Linked DNA regions of Mus musculus: regions 2, 3, 4 and 5 are each linked to region 1. A link is a contact called in public HiCAR-type, HiChIP or PLAC-seq and promoter capture Hi-C data. All regions are on one chromosome and are shown on one strand. The core of a region is the stretch at or near the end of the contact, and the rest is flanking DNA. Distances in the headings are between cores, read along the strand shown. Region 1 holds the start of Vps50 (VPS50 EARP/GARPII complex subunit). Region 2 overlaps Pdk4 (pyruvate dehydrogenase kinase, isoenzyme 4). Region 3 holds the start of Pon3 (paraoxonase 3). Region 4 overlaps Ppp1r9a (protein phosphatase 1, regulatory subunit 9A). Region 5 holds the start of Col1a2 (collagen, type I, alpha 2).

Region 1 (2,668 bases), core at 52-2,551:
AAGTGCCTCTGCCCCCTGCTTGTTTGTTTTATTATTCATAGAAAATTTTTTCCTAGTTTCTCGACTCAAATCAAGAAAAAGAAAAGCATTATGCAAGGATCACGTACGTACTGTCTATAAGAAATTACAAGTGTCTGTCCCACTACTGCTGACACTTTGAATCCTCAAGCAGGACAAGAAGTCTTCTGTTCTCTTGTTAAGAAAAAGAAATTATAAGTGAAGCTTTAAAGAAAGGACTCTACCAACATTTCTAAGCCACAATGATTTTAAAACTCATCTAAATTGCACTTCTTTCTTATTAAAACAAAGAAAAATTCTAATTATGTTTCAGTAGCTAAAAATGCTACAGTCAAAACAAAGGTTTCTGAAATAAAATGATCAATAAATACCTAAAAAAAACATACATTTCTTCAACTCCTCGAAGGAAGTTGAGACACAGTATTAGGAAGCTCTAACATATGTGAGACAAGATATAGTACCAGTCTTATTCCTGAATTATCATTCTGAAAAAAAAAATTCTTTGTCAGAATTTTATTTTTTAAGTAGCAATACACAAAGAATGCTGACATATACTAGCTTACTGGTGACTTACAATGCGATACTTTGAGATGGGAGGGGGATAGAAAAGGAATTGTCATTCCCATGTTTAAATCCAAAAACACAGCTACAAGTTTGGAGAGTTACTGCCAATCCACAACACTACCAATGTTGGCTACAAACAGCCCTTTGCCTTCACCCTTGCTCTTTCGAGTTTTCTCTACTGCACAGACCCCACCTCACTTTCCAGGGCACCTACTGGCAAACGACCACCAGTGAGGACGAGGGGGACGCTGCAAAGCAGCTAAGGCTGTCCTGGAAAGGAAACTAAAGCAAAGGAGAAGGTACAAAGACAGCCCAGCTCCCTGATTGGCTTTGTCTAAACGAAATGTTTGTAGGAAGACACTTCTTTCAAGGAGTCGAGGTCGGATCTAGGAGGCTCAGTTGAGATTTCCAGTGTACTACTTAGCTGCCCAACACCCCTGAGCCCCGCCACCCACTATAACTTAAGCCTACGCCCGCCGCCACCAAGGAACTGGGCGTCTCGGCGCCTCTCACAGCCGGGAGCGGGAAGCTCTTTAGTTCAGAAAACAGAACTCACCTGCCGGGTCATGAGAGATTTGATTTTTTGCATGTCGAAGTCGAGAGACAATTACCCTGCCTCGGAGAAGTAACAAATCACATAATCCCACCAGACAGCCGGCTACAACACAGGGAAGCCATAGTGAGTCGTCACGTGGAGCTGCCCGCCTGGGTCAGCCTTCCTTTCCCCGAGCATGACGGGAAATGTAGTTTTCCGGCTGCAATCAAAGGAGGAGGCCAACTTCAGTACTACATTTCCCAAGAAGCAGTCGCTTCAATGAACTGGGACTCCTTCTGTTCCAGAGCCACTACCTGGACTTGGAAGAGCGTTGGGCGAGGCGAATACCTATGACTTAGGTAGTCTGGCCACTGAACTAAACAACTCTGAAGCGTCTGTAGATAGTCCACTTTGACAAGATGCCCTCTAGGAGTGCAAGAGAAAGCACACCTGGGCTAGAGAGGCGAGGAAAGAGACTGATTGACCTCCATAAAGAGCACTTGGAAAGGTGACTTAAGACAAGGAATTTCCCAGTGGCTCTGGGTGTGCCCTGAGGAAAGTGGGAGGCAGGACCCCTAAGATACTGATGGCCAGCCGTAGGTTCTTCTTCATTCTTGGCATTTCCTGAAAACGCTCTAGAAAAATCAAAGGATTTCGTCTACCCCACCTATCATTTTTCTACCTGCTTTAGCAAAGGCAAGTCGAGGCAGATGTCAGTAAGTATGAGGGCACTTGTCACTTTAAAGCCCTGATCTTGTTATTAGTAGTATAAAGGAGAAAGTAACGGGGTAACTTTGCTGTGGGGGGCAGCAAACCCAGAGCTAATAACAATAGGTAACAATGAAAACTTACGAATTGGGAGAAATTTTGTTAATGGCTTCATGTGTATGACCTTATGCATTTATCTACATGAGCATCTTTTCCTTGTTTTGTTTTGTTTTTGTACTACAATTTTTCATACAATATGTTCTGATCAGGTCTCCCCTCCCCCAACTCATCCTAGATCTGCCCCTACCGCCACACTTGCTTCCACGCACCTTCTTTCTTTCTCCCTCTAGAAAACAAAACATGCAAACAAACAAACAAAAAGATTGAAAAGGAAAGAAAGAAAAACACAAGAAACACACCCGCAAGCTCGTATGCATGAACATCTTCTGGAGTTACCATCATCTTCATGTTAAAAAATGGTGAAACAGGCATGGAGAAGTTAAGATACTTACCTAAGATTGTTAGACGTATAAACTGATGACTTAAATGCTTAAAGGTTCCCGGTATTATGCTGAGGAGTGACTCCTAAATCAGGACACCAGTGCCTTTTAACTACATTAGTTTAACGTATTATAAAAACTAATAACTAATGTTTTTATTATAAAAGCAAAGCATAAACTTGACTGTATGGAGGGTTGGACACTAGCTCAGAAATCGCCTATGCAGTTGCCTCCTCTAGTGGCTGGCTTTTCCTGCAGATGCACTTCTCTTTGGGAGCAATGTAATTACAAAGTTAGTTCACCTTAGATACAACCATTCATGTAATCTTGAGGATTTCCCCCA
Region 2 (2,668 bases), core at 55-2,554, 2.0 Mb before region 1:
GCACACCATACTTATCACACACAGCTTGCCCAAGAGAAAGCTAAGGTGTGCTCCCTGACCCAGTGCTGACCCAGACACAGCCTGAGCCCCAGAGAGGCAGCATCCTGATGGGGATCTTTCTCAGACAGCTTCTCTTTGGCATCTCTGAGGATAGCCAGAGTTCTTTTTTACTCAGCCTTGTGGGCTATATAGTGCTGAGGAAGGTTCAGACTAAAACATCAAAACCCAAGACCTTTGTGACCTTAAGCTGGCTCTATTTAAAACCCAGGGGAAAGATTACTCACAAGCCATCAGTGGGTGCCAGGTATTTCCTGTCTGAAATTTAAAACTGATTACATAGTTTCCTATCTCAGATAAAGCTTAAATTTGTTGGTTAGGATCACCTTCCCAACTCTGTTTTCAACAAAAAAAAATTTTTTTTAGAGCTGGTAAGACCTGCAACCTCAGTTGCTTCTAGGCTTCTTCCGTTTTGTCCGTTGGACTTAAATACTCACGTACCCTTGACTTTCTCAAATACTTGGTGCACTTATTCATTTCTGAAAGGGGCAAAAGTGTTCAAACTGTAGGGAAACAAGCCTATGACCGATGAGTAGTATCGTCTCAGGTCTCCATCACAGAAACCCAGGTTCCTTTCTGAAAAGAATTTCTTTTCTTTTCAACTCCATTATATCAGAGGTCTCCAACGGTCATTACTGAACACAAAATCTGTACCCAAGTATCTACAATCCCACACCTATAATTTAAGCTTTTATTGAATAAAGATAATAGTATTTTAGTCATGTTTTGTGAAATATCTAGAACACCCTGGGTTTGGTACATTTTTCCCACAAAATCAATTAAATGAGAGAACTTGAATATTAAATCATACCTCTGAATGTATTTTGAATAATGCAGTACAGCCATGCGTCATTTCTTTAAGTTGTTCTTTTTCTCTACTCTCCTTTTAGGCTTTATCTTCTGAGTCTGTAGAAAAGCTCCCAGTCTTTAACAAGTCAGCCTTCAAACATTATCAGATGAGCTCCGAAGCTGATGACTGGTGTATCCCAAGCAGGGAACCGAAGAACCTGGCGAAGGAGAAGCTGGCAGTGTGAAGCGGATGACGCCTGACATTTTACGGGATCAAAGTGGGTCTGTGGCATTGCTGCTTCGTGAATGTGTGTGGACTCTAGTTTCCGCAAAACAACGCAACACAAAACCAAGCAAGCAAAACACAAACACGAGTACAAACCTTGACCTGATGAGGGACAGAGCTTGGTTGGATGACCCGGGAGAAGTCAGGGCAGGGCTCCAGGGGATAACAGGTGTCCTGCTTCTCCTTTGGCAATGCAAAATGACTCCTGACTGTTCCAAATACTGAAAAGAAGTCTGCCTCTGAGTTACAGCTCTTTCTCAACAAGTACAGAGTTTGAGGCTTGCAGTTGCAACAGCTGGATGTTTGGTGGTTCTTGCTGCCAGCCAAATAAATTGGTGTTTAGTGAACATTTTCAGTGTTTCCCCGCCATGCAAAGCTTGGCGCCTTGGGAGAAATGTGTGTAAATGTACATTGTATAGGTATTAGTGTGCTCTAGAAAGGACAGGATGGAAGGAATCAAAGCACTTTATCGAGCTTGTGGCTGAGCATTGCAGCCTATGTGCAAACCCAGAGGAAAAGTATCTCTGTCAAGACAGCTCCAGTATCATGCAGCTTTTTATGTTTGCACTCAAAAAGCCAGTGCCTTCTGGCTGGTGCCGAGGCTTGGGTGAAATGTTAAATATGCACTGACCTCAGAAAGTCGAGTTCAAAAGGGAGATAAAATTGCCAAAGTGATCCAAGGATTGTGCATGTTGGGAAACCCATATGAGAGAAAGGATTCTCATACTTAGAACTTTCCTATGAAGAAATGGTGGTAAACTTTCTCTACCTAGAAGTAGTGGAAATTTCAAGGTCATCTTAAAAAAGATGTGCGTTGTATATTTTAACTACATTCTCTACACTCTAACATTAACATATCTATTCAAATTTGTCTAGTTGCCAATTGTCTTCAGAGTGTGAAAATTTAAATCCTTCTTGAAGTATCTTTCGTGAGAGTAGTATGGAAGTAAAACGTTCTCATATCAGGAGGATGTCATTTGTGAAGCATGGGGACATCATGAACTAGTGATGTGCGTGAGGCTTGGGAGGCTGAAGGGTAAGGATCAGCGGGAGGCCATCCATGTAGGAGAGAGAATTAAAACGAGGAGCGAGGGAAGCAATGGAGAGAGGGAAGCAAGAAAGGAACCAGAAGGCTGGCATCATCCTATTTCCCACAGGCTAACCCAAGGGATGCTCTGTGCCTTTCCTGGGGAGGGAAGGGGATGAACTGGTAGATTTGAAAGCAGTATGGCTTCTTCTGTGGGTCTCCCTCTTACTAGACAAGGTGAAATGATAATTCGTGTCAAATTAATGTGAAATTTTTTTCCTGCATTGTAATATTATGAGGCCTGAGTCGCAGTTGAGTTTGAAATTTGTATTTAATTTCACAGTGACCTAGAGCTAAGGTGCTCCCGGTTGTGGCAATAGGAGCCACAAGTATTTTCTTTCTTTCTTTCGTTCTTTCTTTCTTTCTTTCTTTCTTTCTTTCTTTCTTTCTTTCTTTCTTTCCTTCCTTCCTTCCTTCCTTCCTTCCTTCCTTCCTTCCTTCCTTCTTCC
Region 3 (2,668 bases), core at 71-2,570, 1.8 Mb before region 1:
TGCACCTGACTTCCTCATACATCTGAAAATAAGCCACAACCATCATGAGAGCTGCGCAGGTGCACCAGGATACTGGCGAATCCATTTTGGTGGAGACATGCCCCTGCTGCCCTGATTAGCTGAAGCTGCGTGCCTGGTGAGGTGACGTGGCCTGCTGTGAGTGGATGAGGGCTGAGAGTATATAAGAGTGAGAGGCCTGGGTCAGAGAAGGAAAAAAGATGAGAGAGAAAGTTGAAGTGAGAGAGATGAAGACGGAAGTTTGCTGAATAAACTGTTGTTAGAAGGACTGGTGGTCGTGTTGTTCTTGCTGGTCAAGAGCGGACGCTACACCTTAGTCCTATAAAATCTACCTATTTCAAAAAAAAGCTCTCTTTTTAAACTGAATTCTGCTGCTGCTACCTCCTATTAGTAACTAAAAAGAGATGATCCTTGAAGGTGCGATGTTCCCTAAACTCAAGTGTCTGGCCATCTTCAGTCTCTCCAACAGTATTGTTTATCTGAAAGGAAAGTTTGCTCTTCATTGGAAAGACCTGAAATTCACAGAAGAGTAAGACTCTCCCATAAAAACGATATATTGTTGTTGATGTTATTATCATTATTATTATTAATATTATTACATTCTGCTCATCTTCCAGATTGCCAGACAGATGGACTTGTCTACCACCATGAAGGCACCAGGAAGTTCTGAGCCAAAGTTCAGAGCTCTGGTTCCTCGAGAAGGATGAGCCAAAGGGCTCGTCTTTCAGGATTTTCTTCTTCAGGGTGTATATGGAGCAATTTCTCCTCTTACATGCAGCCTGCCAGAACTCTGAAGCTTTAGTCTATGAACTCTGGCTTCCCAGGCAGCTCTCTCACATCACTCCACTGGAGAAGCTGAGGTTAATTGAGTTCTGTGACTTTAAGAAACAAATTTTCCACACCGTGAGGATTCCAGCTTGTGAGTTCAAACCTGAATGGTCCAGAGTTTAGCTGACCTTAGCCTAGGCAGAAATATGTTCTTGGACCGCTTGCCTGGAGAGCCAGCCTTAGAATCTGCACATTAAAGTGGCCTTGAACCATCGCTAATAAAGGTGGACTTGAATCAGAAGAACAAAAATCCCCTTGAAACTCAAGTAGACAAGTGGCTTTGAGCCCTCCATGTGGAGGTGGCTTTGAGCCTTGGCGCAGGAGAGAGCAAAACTCCCAAGACTGCTAGAAAGGATCAGCACAACTGCCAGGAGGTGCAGGCAGGCGGGGCACAAGGGACTGATCAGTGGGCGGGACCCTGAGTCCGCGCCCCAGAGCGGCACCAGTCTTCCTGCTTTTTGCCTAAGGCACCCAGACACCATGGGGAAGCTTGTGGCGCTGACCTTGCTGGGAGCCTGTCTGGCCTTAATAGGGGAAAGGCTGCTGAATTTTAGGTGAGTGGGCATCTCCATGGAGATGGCTTCAGCTCTTTCCTTTCTAGTCCACATCAGGGAACTCCTGCTTCCAACTTCCTAGCGTTTCCTTCCGGAAAGGAGCAGTTTTGGAACCTCAGTTCTTAGTGACCTTCTCCTTGAGACTCGTTCACTAGCAAAGGGGACAGCTGCGTGCCTTTCTAGGCTGCCAGGGTAGGAAAGCCCACGTTTGATTTCTGAAGGTTGGGTACCTTTTCCAGGTCTTCTGCTACATTGCCTTTGTGAAAGACCAAGTCATTTGGAAGTGTTGGACTTGGGGGAGGGGATCAGACTAGCAGCTGGGTGTTTATAGCTGACTCAGACACTGAAAGTGCGGGCCGTTCCAGAACCCATGCCACATTGGAAGATGAGCCAGGAAACAGGGAAGAGAGCTGAACCCCGCGGACAGGAACTGACTTGAAGGGTAGTTGACTTTTTGAAGTAGAAGATCCGGCAGGGAAACCCTCCCGGAATTACTGTCTCAAGCAAACTCAGTTTGATCTGAAAGATTTTTTTTTTTAAAGGTGGGTTCTTCTCCTCCCTCCCCTTATTGCTACTTGGGGCTAAGGCCTCTGCTTGTCATCTAGTTGTTTTTATTCTTTCTCTGAGGAGTGACTAGTCTCAGAGGTTCGCTGCTGCAATCTGTTCAGACACTGATGTCTGTTGGCAACGCTTTCTAGTCCAGCTTGAGAGGGCTCGTTGTCCCGCCTGCTCCCCAAACAACAAATGGCAGAATCTTCAAATAGTAAATTTAAGAGTGGTACAGCTAGGAAGACTAACACTTGCCTCCCCACCCTCACCCCCAAGTGTTAAAACCATACCTCTAAAGGATAATTTTTATAAATGATCAAAAGATAAATCTACCTTCAGTCTTCTTGAATACAGTTCAATTAATATTTTAATTTCTACCTAGTATTTAGAAGTCTATTTCAGTGCAAGGTAAGAGCGCTGTGCTGAAAAGCACTTTGGCTAACTAATGCCTTTAGTAGTGTCAGGTCCATAAGGTACCTTTGCTAAGATAAGTCAGCATAAGCTTAGTTGAAATGAGGAAGTTAGAGCTAAAGTTATCAGTTCAGCTCCTTGGAGACCTCAGAGAAATTTGGAATTTTTTTCTCCCTACTGGAGGAAGGAGGTCCAAAGAAAACAAGAAAATATGAAATGGGTAAGTACAGATTCATATTAGGTAATAGTTAAGAATATGATGTAATGCTGTTTGTTTGTTTTTTGTAATGCTGTTTTGTTCCTTTAAA
Region 4 (2,668 bases), core at 110-2,609, 1.6 Mb before region 1:
ATCTTTTGGTCAAGTCACCTCCTGGTTGGTAGGAAAGCAGGCATGCAGACATATTAAAGCCTGTAGCACACACAGGACCTGTATGCAGTAGCCTATGTTTTACTGAAGAAACATAAGCTTTCAATTACAGGACATTGGCAATGTGGGGACCAATGATCTGAGTTCAAATGCTGCCTCTGAGATTTGAAGGAACGTTCTAGATCAAAATTTTGATCTTTTCACCTGTCAAGTGAAAAGCAAAAGAAAACAAACAAAAAATAGTTCCTTACCAAGACAAGATGTCACTGTTAAATGACATGGTGCCCGGAAAGCATTTAACAGAATGACAAATGACAGATAGTCAAAAGAGCTGATGTTTGTGATTGGTGTTGTTGGTGCCAACATTGCGGTGGTGCCAGAGCCTGAAGCCTCCGAAAGCCTCTATCTGGTAAGCACACGTTCACCCAGCTGTTGCCTTGTACCTGAGATTCCTCAGGACTCCACGCATACATCCTTTATCAGTATTTTGACATAAGACATTCCTTTCCTAAACTGACTCCTTTTCTTGTGTTACAAGTGTGGAGCAAGTTATATCAAACTCAAGCAAAGTCCTGTGCCTCAGTGTCTCACAGCCTCTCCACACGTCTGTCGGCATGGTCCACGATGCCTATCCACGCACACCCTGTGAAGTGAGGCTCCCTGTCCTTTGGCCCCGTGCACACCTCCAACTCTCAGTCACATCTGCCTTTTCCCATCAAATGGAAGCTCCTTAACTGTGCCAGGTACAATTTATCCCTGGAATCCCAGTGGCCAGTTTGGCACGCAGGAGGCCCTGAACAAATGTTTGCTGAATAAATTAAGACAGTTGCAGCCACATCTGCACACTATGGCAGAGCCTGATTTTCCTGTTAATCTCAGCTTTCCAGTATGAAATGCCGTTAAGCACAGCTGCAGCTGAGGCCGAAATGGCCCTACTGGGGATTTTCTCTTGCTAGGCTCAACCATTTGCAGTCATTTTTGCTATAGCAATGTTTACTCTGGTGAATCCTGGGACACTAAGTGGTGCTAATCATAAAAATAGCCTTAATTATGCAGTTTGTGGGAATTTGTTTACTGGATTTGAATCCAGTTACATATATTCTCAGACTTAATTCTGAGAGAAAATAGAGGAGAACTCTGTCTATAGAGCAAGACCTCAGACAAGGCACTGATGCTAGCTCGACTTTTCAGTGTGAAGTACAGTTAAACACATTCTCCATCCACAAGATTCTAGCAAAAAGCATCTTCCCCACAAAGAACATCTCCTTTTCCAAGCTGGGTCAGTGACGTCCGTGTGGCCTAGTTTTGAAATATTGAGCCACTGAAGAGTCTAAACATTACTGCAGCGCTGTGAAGCACTTTCTTCTGAGACTGTTCTAACGACACACATGAGTGACACACTCAGGGCTCTACCCCAGGCAAGAACACACTTACAGACCGTGAGACCTTCTCACTAGGACTATCTTCCCCCTCTTGTTTGGACAGGATAACTACAGAGTATTACAACAAAAGCACGTCTTTGGGACTAGAGAGAGCAGGTCTCCAGAAAAGCCTGAGGCCCAGAGAAAAGTTGAAAGATTTCAATGTCATTGTATATTAAGGGGATTCAAGTAACTAATTACACAAATCTCCAGTGTGATGCCTGGCCTGTGAGGCATATTCATCACTCTACCCTTTACTAAGTCCCTTAAAATGTACCGGGTTTGTGAGCTTGGTTGTTTGAACTTTAGAGAGAGGGGTGTTTCAGCTCACAGTTCTCGAAGTTCAAAGTTAAGGGGCCACACATGATAGTAATCTCCTTACCGGCAGACAGAGCTATGAGCTGGCTCAGTAGATCACATGGCAAGAGACAGAGAGTCTGTGCATGAGCACATTCAGATGTGTGCATGTTTTTACCTGTTTATGGCATCTCAAACTTTATTTCAGAGAATGCTTGTTGGTTTTCATATCCTTGTCAGTACCTAGTCTCCAAGAAGAAAAACAGTTTTTAAAAGATCTATTTTTACTATTTTAAATTATGTGTAAGTGTGTGTTTATGCAGGGGTGCATGCACACGACTGTTGATATCCTTGGAGGATAAAGGCATAGGATTCTCCCTTGGTGGACCCAGCATGGGTCCTGAGACCTGAAGCTAGATCTCTGCACAAGCAGGAAGAGTGCTTAGCTGATGAGCCATCTATCCAGGCCTTGAGTGGAGAAATGTTTAAATACCTAGATTACTCGGATAGCCCTGGGTTCCCAATCTTCAGGGGCTCAGCTCATTCACCTACCACACTGCTGATAAATTATTATCATAGCAATTTTAACTAGAGATCTTTAAGTAAAATCTCTTCCAACTACTCAAATTCATGTTTCTTTTCTTCAGTACTCTGTATCAATTTTGCTACTTCATTAATTAGCTTTGGATTTTAATGTTTTCTTTAGTTTGTACCGGCATACTCAAAACCAAGGTCACTCTTTTATTTTATTTTTTTTGGCCATGGTGTCTCAGTGGCACAATGACCTCCGTGACACTGCTTCCTGTGCTCTACTGGGATCCTTCCTCTCCAGTGTGGACTGGACCTAGCAATTCAGCTGCAGCTAAATACAAGGGAAGTAACTAACTTAGTTACAGGAAGTGTGACTTGTGCCTCTTTTGTCCTGGCTTGTT
Region 5 (2,668 bases), core at 116-2,615, 1.0 Mb before region 1:
CCTGAATACTCATCAAGCCAACATCTTTGTCCAGTTAAATTAGGCAGCCATTTTAAAAGATGAAACCCAAGTGGTTTTCTTCATTCTTTCTTCAGGAAATTCTAGTTAGTTATACAACCTAGAAATGGAAAATAGCCTCGAAGTTGGCACATTTAGTATATACCCCACATTTTAGAAAAAGGCCCAATTGATTCATTTGAAGTCACATGGTAAACGAGTAAGAGACTCCTGAGAAGAATCCCCAGGCTCTTGAATCTCAGGACGAAGTTGATATTTCTCACATCTGTTGTTTTCGTGTGTGATTACAGGTGGGAACTTGTTGAAGTGTAAGTGAACAGAGCTTATTTTAGTTAAAAGTTACCATTTCCATGATCAGGTAATGGATTGGGACGCTGCTTTGACTATTCAGAAGATAAAAGCTGAGGCCGAAGCAGCCCGCTTCTCAAGATACACCATCTGGGTTCTTTACATATGGCCCAGAAATGTAAATTACTCCATGGACCTGGGAAGTCTTTAATTGGAATTCCTAGCGCTTAAGGCCTGGTCCCTGTTCCTGCACTTTACCCCCTCCAGGGGGCGTATTTTTATCATTATCTTCATCAACGTCATCCAGAGCAACTCGGCCGCCCACAAGAAAATGGAGTCCTGTGAGTTTTGTATTATTCTATTACGGGGCTTTCTAAACTAGGCCTCAAGTTTCACAACGTGACCACGGGCATAATTCTGGGAATTGAAGAGTGGAGCCCTCTCAGTCGTTCATGCTGTCAGCCAGGTTTATATCTTGAGGCAACCTTCTTTGCCTCTTTGTGAGCTTCACCAACCGGGGCATCCGGGCTAACAGTCTAGTTTTAAGGGAAAAACTTCCCCCAACTCTTGGCAACAGTCAAGTCTTTCATATTTCCATTCTTTTCCCATGTATCTCGTGAACCCTAGTGTTTTCTCCGACAGATTAGAGGGCGACCTCACAAGCTGTATGTGGAATGAATGTGTGAAGTTTCCCTCTGTTGAGATAAGGGTGCCCACCTATCCAGCCTCTCTCCTTCATCTCCCCCAAACAAGCAGAAGACACTTACATTGGCATGTTGCTAGGCACGAAGTTACTGCAAGCAGCAACAGAGTCCGCGTATCCACAAAGCTGAGCATGTCTACCACTTAGACATGCAGACTCCTTGTGTTGCAGAGCCCCTGGGTCACCAGCGGAGGTATCACCTGGCGGGCGCAGGCATGCAATCGTGGACCGTTCCCTCCAACTTAGTCGAAACCTCCTGCTGCCGTGGTGCTAAAATAATAAAGCCCAGACCTGCCTTATTTATATGGGAAAAGTTTCCCCAGCCGGAGGGTGCCTCCAAAAACGTCTCCACCAATGGGAGGGCTAGGGCTAGGGGCCCGGGACTCAGTGCTGGGAGGAGACTGCGGGGGAGCAGGGGAGGGAGCCGAGGGGGGAGGGACGTGGCTACGGGGCTTCTTAAATTGGTTCCATTCTTTTTGAGGACGTGGACACTTTTGAGGCTTTCGAGGGGGAACTCTGACTCCCTGTCTGCATACCTCCGCCCTCCCCAGCCACCCGCCCTCTCTCGCCCTTGCCAAGTTTGGAAGCACTTTAGGACACCTACGTGGGCTCTTTACAGATCTCCGGGCGGCGGGGCAGGTGTTGAGGGACCTGGAGGCCGAAGATGAAAAGGCAGGAGCTGTCCAGTCCCGCTTCACTCTGTGCCCTGCGGGCCATCTGCAGGCTGGAGGGGGCTGGGGTGTGAGGGGAGGAGGGTGACAGCGTGGCGAGCTCTAGAGCTGCCCTCATGGGTTGGCTCCACCCCTGCCCCCTAATTTCCCCAGTTTGGGGGGGCCTGTGTGCCCATAATCTCCTCTCTCCTCTGTCTCTCTATCTCTCTGTCTCTCCCTCCCTCCCTCCCTCCCTCCCTCCCTCCCTCCCTCCCTCCCTCCCTTCCTCCCTCCCTTCCTCCCTCCCTCCTCCATCCTCTCTCTGACTCTCTCTGTCTGTACCCCCCTCTCTCTCGTTGATGAGGGGAGCAGGCATCAAGAGATAAACTGTGCATTATTACATTTACTTTGGTTAAGCCCCATTTCCAGCCCCATGTACAGACCCCATGAAGGATTACCAGCCAGACTCAGATGCCGAGCCTGGATCAGATAACAGATCAGTGAACACTCAGCCTTCTTGGCCTTGCTGCCTATTTATGACCCCTTCCACAGCCACTGCCAGGCACCCCTGCCTGCATCTTCACACCTCCCATCATCCCTAGGGCGTATACAACCTCTTCCTTAACATCCCAAGCTGTCCCCTCCAGAACAGATGCAATCTCTCCCCATCTTGGGAAGAGACTTTGACTCTGAAGAATTGGAGTAGGAGACTTTGGCTGTCCAGGACAGCGGCAGAGACATAGTAAATTCTCCTTCCCAAAGTTTCTTGGAGTCTTCCAAGTTACCCGGGGCCGCAGGCTCCTCTTGGCCTGCCGAGCATCCATCATGAGGCTGGAGAGACCTATTCAGACTCTCATTATGTCCCCAAAGTCACAGCAGACACAGCATCTTTAGGCCATTTTTATGTTCATGAAGAAGGAACTGGCGAACTCCTTGGGAAACCTTCCCCCTTTCGACTTCCCGGTGAGGAAGAATTTCTAAGTAGGTTAGCTCCATCAGCAGCTGCTAT

The links. Promoter capture Hi-C pulls out the DNA fragments that hold promoters and counts their contacts. HiCAR-type assays count read pairs that join an accessible place to other places. HiChIP or PLAC-seq counts read pairs in DNA pulled down with a chosen protein or histone mark.
Region 2: a promoter capture Hi-C map of liver shows a contact between it and region 1, with 3 times the contacts expected there. The contact joins the enhancer-like site here to the promoter of Vps50 in region 1. A contact is called at or near these places in 8 of 39 promoter capture datasets (the 3T3-L1 cell line, the C10 cell line, cranial neural crest and 5 more), 1 of 115 datasets of contacts at active chromatin or transcription factors (embryonic stem cells) and 1 of 9 other capture datasets (embryonic stem cells).
Region 3: a contact with region 1 is called in a HiCAR-type map of astrocytes, with 9 times the contacts expected there. The contact joins the promoter of Pon3 here to the promoter of Vps50 in region 1. A contact is called at or near these places in 10 of 39 promoter capture datasets (the 3T3-L1 cell line, 3T3-L1-derived adipocytes, the C10 cell line and 5 more), 2 of 484 Hi-C or Micro-C datasets (the AML12 cell line and B cells) and 2 of 115 datasets of contacts at active chromatin or transcription factors (astrocytes and pro-B cells).
Region 4: a contact with region 1 is called in a promoter capture Hi-C map of pre-B cells, with 6 times the contacts expected there. The contact joins the enhancer-like site here to the promoter of Vps50 in region 1. A contact is called at or near these places in 6 of 39 promoter capture datasets (the C10 cell line, cranial neural crest, frontonasal cranial neural crest and 2 more) and 6 of 484 Hi-C or Micro-C datasets (the AtT-20 cell line, brain, cerebral cortex and 3 more).
Region 5: an H3K4me3 HiChIP or PLAC-seq map of stem cell-derived neural progenitor cells shows a contact between it and region 1, with 6 times the contacts expected there. The contact joins the promoter of Col1a2 here to the promoter of Vps50 in region 1. A contact is called at or near these places in 5 of 39 promoter capture datasets (3T3-L1-derived adipocytes, cranial neural crest, embryonic stem cells and 1 more), 4 of 484 Hi-C or Micro-C datasets (embryonic stem cells, palatal mesenchyme and ventricular fibroblasts) and 2 of 115 datasets of contacts at active chromatin or transcription factors (embryonic limb bud and stem cell-derived neural progenitor cells).

Annotation. Positions count from the first base shown.
Region 1 is chr6:3,497,026-3,499,693 of GRCm38.p6, reverse strand. Vps50 (VPS50 EARP/GARPII complex subunit) reads right to left here and starts at 1,301. Exons shown (of 28, transcript NM_024260.5): 1 at 1,139-1,301. The coding sequence starts at 1,171. It also overlaps a transcript of Hepacam2 not described here.
Region 2 is chr6:5,483,872-5,486,539 of GRCm38.p6, reverse strand. It overlaps Pdk4 (pyruvate dehydrogenase kinase, isoenzyme 4), which reads left to right. Exons shown (of 11, transcript NM_013743.2): 11 at 948-2,668. The coding sequence ends at 1,091. Among named protein-coding and RNA genes, the nearest start is that of Pdk4, 11 kb to the left of the region's middle. Within about 2 kb of position 1,304, at least 7 of the 459 cell types and tissues checked have an H3K27ac peak or open chromatin away from gene starts, as enhancers often do. A contact at or near this core is called in liver, where this site is marked.
Region 3 is chr6:5,254,885-5,257,552 of GRCm38.p6, reverse strand. It overlaps Pon3 (paraoxonase 3), which reads left to right and starts at 1,320. Exons shown (of 9, transcript NM_173006.2): 1 at 1,320-1,400. The coding sequence starts at 1,327.
Region 4 is chr6:5,093,787-5,096,454 of GRCm38.p6, reverse strand. All of the region lies in intron 6 of Ppp1r9a (protein phosphatase 1, regulatory subunit 9A), which reads right to left. Among named protein-coding and RNA genes, the nearest start is that of Gm52886, 40 kb to the right of the region's middle. Within about 2 kb of position 1,359, at least 16 of the 459 cell types and tissues checked have an H3K27ac peak or open chromatin away from gene starts, as enhancers often do. A contact at or near this core is called in pre-B cells, where this site is marked.
Region 5 is chr6:4,504,315-4,506,982 of GRCm38.p6, reverse strand. Col1a2 (collagen, type I, alpha 2) reads right to left here and starts at 1,365. Exons shown (of 52, transcript NM_007743.3): 1 at 1,074-1,365. The coding sequence starts at 1,143.